Linked DNA regions of Pan troglodytes: region 1 is linked to region 2. A link is a contact called in public HiChIP or PLAC-seq data. All regions are on one chromosome and are shown on one strand. Each heading gives the region's core, a stretch centred on a gene start, on an enhancer-like site or on the middle of the called end of the contact. The rest is flanking DNA. Distances are from core to core; before and after follow the strand shown. Region 1 holds the start of TRIO (trio Rho guanine nucleotide exchange factor). Region 2 holds the start of DNAH5 (dynein axonemal heavy chain 5).

Region 1 (2,968 bases), core at 142-2,641, 130 kb before region 2:
CTCCCCCGGCCCGTCGGTGTCCCCAGCCCGGCCGTCCTCCCCGAGGCCGCCACCAGCACCCCCGCCCGCCTCTCCAGGCCCGGACCTGGCCCGCCCTCCTCCGCTCTCCAACCCGGAGTCTGCATCCTCCCTGCCCCGTGCCCGGCCCGCTAAGGACTGCGCTCTGGGCTGCGGGCCCCGAGGCCGCCGCCGCCGCCTCCTCCTCCTCCTGCTGCTGCTCAGCCGACGCGCGAGCAGACCGGACTGGGCGCGGGGACGCGGGACGCGGGGACGCGGGCCCGGCTCGCGCGGGATCTGGGCCGGAGCGGGAGGAGGCGCCGCCGCTGGGGTACCGGGGACGCCCTGTCACGCCCCCTGCGCAGCAAACCCGGTGCCCCTCCCGCGGACCGGTCGCCACCCGCGCCTCTCCCGCGGCCACCCCCTCTGCGCCGGGGTGGACTCGGGGCCACCTGGCACTGCCTCCACCTCCACGCCACCCACACAGTGCCCCGCGAGCCCCAGCCCCGCGCCGCCCCCCCGGGGCCACGTTCCCAGCTGACCCTCCCGGGTCGTCCCCGGAGACAATGGCTCACCGCGCCTCCCGGTCCTCCGAGCTTCAGCTCGGCCACCGTCCCCACTCCCTGGGCAGTGAGTGCCGTGACTGCCCCGTTTCACAGAAGTGTAGACCAAGGCCGGGGAGATGACAGGCTAGAGGGCCAAGCAAAGAAACCCGGCTGCTAATGGGGTCGAGGAGGCTCCAGATACAAATCAGCCAGAGACAGGCACAGATCAAAGACCAATTTCCCGTCCCGGACCGGCCCCGGCTCAATCCGCTCGGCCTCCGGGGTAAGAGCCTCCGCCCACGCCATCTCCGCCGCCGCCTCCTCGGTCCTCCAGCGAAAGAGACAAAGAGCCGGCGCCCCAACCCGCGAAGCCGCGGGGGCCGGGAGCAGCAGACCGGGGGATTCTGCCCTAAAACGAAGGGCGGGCGCAGGGAGGGCGAGGTGGTGGCATTCGGGCCAAGCTGCCGCGCGCCCGGCTGCGCGGGCAGCGGGACACGCGGATGTGAGGCGGGCAGCCCCGGCGCATGGAAGCAGTGGTCCCAGGCGAGAGCGTGCGGGCCCCGACGGACGGACGGGCGGGCACCAGCGCGCGGTGGCCGGAGCTCGGCAGCTCCGCGGCGGGTCGGCCGAGCGCTTGGGGCAGCGCCGCTGGGCGGGCCGGCCGCAGTTGCACTCACCGGATCGGAAGAAGGCCGCGATGTCGGCCAGGTCCTTGGCCGCCTCCTCTGCCCCCTCGCCGGCACCGCCCCCGCAGCCCGAGCCAGCCGCGCTGGCCGCCGCGGCGGGGCCGGAGGACGCGGCGGGGGCGGCGGCGCCGCCGCTGCTGCCGCTCATGGCTGCGGCGGCGCCCGCGGCCGCGCCCGCCTCGGGCCCCGCGCCCCTAGCGCCGCGTGCCGCCCGCTCCGCGCCGGGCCTGGCGGCGCCGAGCACCCAGCTGCCCGCGCCCGGCGCGCGGACGCAGAGCCCCGGGGCGGCGGGGGGCGGCGGCGGCGGCTCGGCCCAAGGAGCGCGCCCACATAGACGAGGACTCCGCCCGGTAGCCGCGAGCTGGCCGAGGGGCGGAGGCGCGGAGCCACGGCCTCCCGGGCGCCGGCCGGAGCGCGGGCAGCAGCACGCGCCTCCCGGACACGCAGTCGCGAGGGCGGGGGCCCGTGGCCGGCGAGAGCTCCGGGATCACGGGCGCCGGCGGCTGCCGCGAGCCTCCATCTTGATTTCAATGGGGAAGGAAGGAGGGGGGAGGGGGAAATCACGGCCGAGGGAACCCGGGTGAAAGGAAAAGGGAGAACAGGGAACGGAGAGGAAGGAAAAAAAAGAGGGGCTTCGGTAATTTCCGGCGAACTTCGTCAAGGGCCGAGCCTGGGCTCGGCGGTGGGCGGAGCCTGGGGGAGGGGCGGGGCCGCGTTGGGCGGATGGGCTCCCGCAGGGCCGGCGGGGAGGCTGCAGGAACGTTCGGTTTGGTTCGGTCTGCTTCCCCGGGGCAGCTCCAAGCCTTGGAAGGCGCAGGAAAGCTCTGACCAGGCGGGGCGGACCTTCCCAGGCCCGGCATTGCGCCCTCAACCGGGGCGCTGGCTCCTGCACCGGTGCGCGGTCCCCTGAGCGCCGAGGCGTTTCGTCGTCTAGCCCGCAAGGCGGGGTGACGCGGGCCGGGGCGGGTGCCTCCCTAGTGGGCTCAGCGCTGGCCCTGGCTCGGGGAGGGGGCTTCTTAATAGTTGTTGAGTGAACATAGAGGGCCCGAAAACAGGTTATCTGCTCCAGTCCCGGAGGCCACGGTACTCCTAAGGGTACAAAGCTCTCCTGTAAAATGGGATTCCTCTCGGTGTATCCCCGTCTCCCAGGGGACTTTCGGCTGCTGAACCTCGGGTTCACGGTTTCTCAGTCCTTACTCCGCCAGAATGAATGGGGAAGACGACGGGGTCTGGGGAGGCCAAAAGAAATGTTCCTTTGCGGAAGATCCATGTCAAATCAGCGCTGGACGAATATTCTAGTTCAAAACGCCTATGCCCCGGCTACGAGGAGAGTGAAAGGATCCAGTGCCGGGGGAAACAGGCAGAAGCAAGAGAGATGAAAAACAACTGGGTGATGAAACCACCACACGAGTATACTGGAAATAGACAAATGTAAATGGTGGATGGTGGCCATCAAATCTTCACTGCTGGAGTGGAGGTTACAGCCCGGAAGAGGCTAGAGTGATCCTTGTGGTACAGGGTTAGAGTTGGAGACATCGGTATGGACTCATGTTTGGGGTCTACATCTATATTATATATTCATAATGTATATAATGGGTCTGTACAGAGATTTGTAGATAAAGGGTCGTACACATACTTGTATCTCTTTGCTTTGTCAGCTGAGTGGGCCTAGACACAACACTCTGTAGCAACGAATACACCTAGCGCTCTGATCTTGCTTCTAACACCATTCTCCAATAA
Region 2 (3,030 bases), core at 424-2,923:
GCAGGTGCCTGTAATCTCAGCTACTTGGGAGGCTGAGGCGGGAGAATTGCTTGAACCTGGAGGCAGAGGTTGCAGTGAGCCAAGACTTGGCCATTGCACTCCAGCCCGGGCAACAAGAGCTAAACTCCGTCTAAAAAAAAAAAAAGTTAATCAGGTTTTAGCAGGCCTGACAAGGAGACGAAATCCTCCCCGCCTCATGGAGATCTGGGGCTGGTCTTCCTAGAGTTCATAGTCTAGTGCAGGGGCTCCCAACCCAGGTCTGTGGTCTGTTAAGGAACCAGACCTCATCGTAGGAGGTGAGAGGCAGATAAGCCAAAGAAGCTTCATCTGTATTTACAGGTGCTCCCCATCGCTCACATTACTGCCTGAGCTCCACCTCCTGTCAGATCAGCCAGGGCATAAGAGTCTTATAGGAATACCAGTGCTATTGTGAACCGCCCATGGGGGAGATCTAGGTTGCACACTCCTAGGAGAATCTTAATGCCTGATGATTGGTCACTGTCTCCCATCACCCCCAGATGGGACCATCTAGTTGCAGGAAAACAAGATCAGGACTCCCACTGATTCTACATTACGGTGAGTTGTATAATTATTTCATTATATATTACAATACAATAATAATAGAAATAAAGTGCACAATAACTGTAATGTGCTTGAATCATCCGGCAACCACCCCCTGCCCCATCTGTGGAAAAACTGTCTTTCACGAAACCAATCCCTGGTGCCAAAAAGTTTGGAAAGCACTGGCCTAGTGGATCTGCTGTGACCAATATAGTAGCCACCAGTCACACTGGCCATTGAGCACTTGAAATGTGGCTAGTCCAAATTGAGATGTGCTGTACGTGTAAAATACACATCAGATTTCGAGGACTAGTACGATAAAAGAATGTAAACTGTCTCATGAATAATTTTTATATTGGTAGCATATTGAAATAATATTTTGGCTGAAACAGTAATGACTTCATTAATGAATGAAGAAACTGAAACATACTATTAAAATTAATTTCACCTGCTTCTTTTACTTTTTAAAATGTGGCTCCTAAAAACATAAACTTTCACATGTGTCAGGCATTATATTTCTATTGGACAGTGCTGGCCCAGATGAGAAAGATTTTGCAGATACGAAATATTTCTATTCAAATTTTTTTGGAAAGTGCTTTAAGGCAAATTTGCTTGGAATTCATACATGCCAATGAGGTATTATTCTGATGGGTGTACAGTGTTTAGAAAGTTATCTTTATTACCTATAGATTAAAACTCAAAGTTAAACGTTTCTATGGAGGTCTTAGCTGGAGAAATAGCTGTGAAGGTACCAGACACGGAAGCAATGAGAAGAATCTAAAACTTACAGTCTAAGACTAATAATCAAGACTGTGCGAATTAATGTTGAAATCTTCTAAATTTCATTTTGAATTATTTTTTCCTCCTAAAGCTAGAAACACTCAAAATTCCACATTCAAACAAATGCTAAACAATCAGGGGAGAGCTAAGAGAAACCTAATGGAAAATAGTCAAGAAACGGCACCTGGGGCCCAGTGGCAGGCCAGAAGCTCTGGGCTTCCCCGGAACCGGAGCCGGCTCCGAGCATGCAAGTAGCTCGGGAGCCGGAGCCCGGGAAGCGCAGAGCCGCGCCGCGCCGCGCTAGGGGCGGTGGCCAGGCCCAGGCGGAGCATTGCCCGTCGCCATGGCAACGGCAGGGGCAGCAAACAGCCGGCTAGCCGGGCGGCCTGAGCGGACTCCGGAGAGCAGACGAGGGCAGGGCGCGGCGGCTGCGGCGGGGTCCTCCCTGCACCGGGGGATCGCTACGAGTCCCAGCGGAGCGCCGCAGCACAGCGCCATGGACAAGCTGGTACTTTGCGCGCTCGGGCCACGCGGCTCCCACGCCCAGCCAGGGCCGCCGCGGCGCATGCGCGGCCGAGCGGCCCGGGGTTCCCTGGCTCGCGGGGTTGGCGGCAGAGACCAGGGAGGGGCTCGGCTTGTGGTCCGGGGTTTTCAGAGTTTGGGGGCCAAAAGCACTTTCTTGACCTTTTAGGGCTGGGATTGCTGTTTCTGGAATTTCGCACGTTTTTTTCCTCAGGTGGTAGTTGTCAATCACGCCTACCAGGGCACCCCAAAATGCAAAACGCACTAAGTTCAGGGACTTCCTTCTCTTCCTCTTGCTGCTAAAAAGGCCATTGGTTGTCTGCGACGTGGACCCAATCCACCCATTGTCCCATAGCGAGCATCAGAGATATCCAGGTGTGGCGAAGGTCGCTTTTGTGTCTGTCGTTCGTTGGCTGTTACCAGCTCTCATTAGCCTTTGGGTTTGGACAAAAGCGAATGTTTAGTTCCCCTGGAGAGAGGGAGGGGTACGGTGTGCAGAGAAAGCCCCGCTGGGTGGGTTCTTTCTGTCTCTTACATTTGCCTCGGTGCTCATCGGAGCAGGTGCAGCTGGAAACGCACGCTGTACATTTACATCAGCTTTCATTTCATTAGTCTGGCTCTTTTTTTTTTTAAGTGAATATTGTGGATTGAAGAATAATCCAAGTACAGTACTTGTTTTTGCATTTATCTTCAAGGACGATTGCATTCATATATATTTTCATCAGGTACACTATAGTCATATAACTGTAGGGATCTATTATGCTAATCGATAAAATATGCACTTTGTCATGATTTTAAAGATATAAATTTATACTTGTTGAATTAAGAGCAATGTATCTAGATTATGCAAATAATACTTCAGCGTTTTCCTCCTCTCTGTAGATATTTACCTTTCTCAAAATTGGCTTTTATTTTTGTGTGTACCCTTTTATGGTAGACATATTAATATTCTCATTTTCATATAATTTATGTCATAAATACTTGGAATTTTCACTATATTTTGTGTTTATTGAAGACATACTCGTTAGCTCTTTTTAGTATTTCAAGTGACTGTTCTCATTTTCTGTCAAAGAAAATGGGACCCTGAAATGACAGATGACATTGTTACTTCTAATACCAATAAACCAATGACTTTTTTCTATGTCTTAATTTTAAATCCATATATAC

What was found. HiChIP or PLAC-seq counts read pairs in DNA pulled down with a chosen protein or histone mark.
Region 1: an H3K4me3 HiChIP or PLAC-seq map of stem cell-derived excitatory neurons shows a contact between it and region 2, with 2.6 times the contacts expected there. The contact joins the promoter of TRIO here to the promoter of DNAH5 in region 2. A contact is called at or near these places in 1 of 7 Hi-C or Micro-C datasets (stem cell-derived neural progenitor cells) and 1 of 1 datasets of contacts at active chromatin or transcription factors (stem cell-derived excitatory neurons).

The regions. Positions count from the first base shown.
Region 1 is chr4:14,793,349-14,796,316 of NHGRI_mPanTro3-v2.0_pri, reverse strand. It overlaps TRIO (trio Rho guanine nucleotide exchange factor), which reads right to left and starts at 1,391. Exons shown (of 57, transcript XM_016952961.4): 1 at 1,220-1,391. The coding sequence starts at 1,376.
Region 2 is chr4:14,661,918-14,664,947 of NHGRI_mPanTro3-v2.0_pri, reverse strand. DNAH5 (dynein axonemal heavy chain 5) reads left to right here and starts at 1,673. Exons shown (of 79, transcript XM_016952957.4): 1 at 1,673-1,849. The coding sequence starts at 1,685.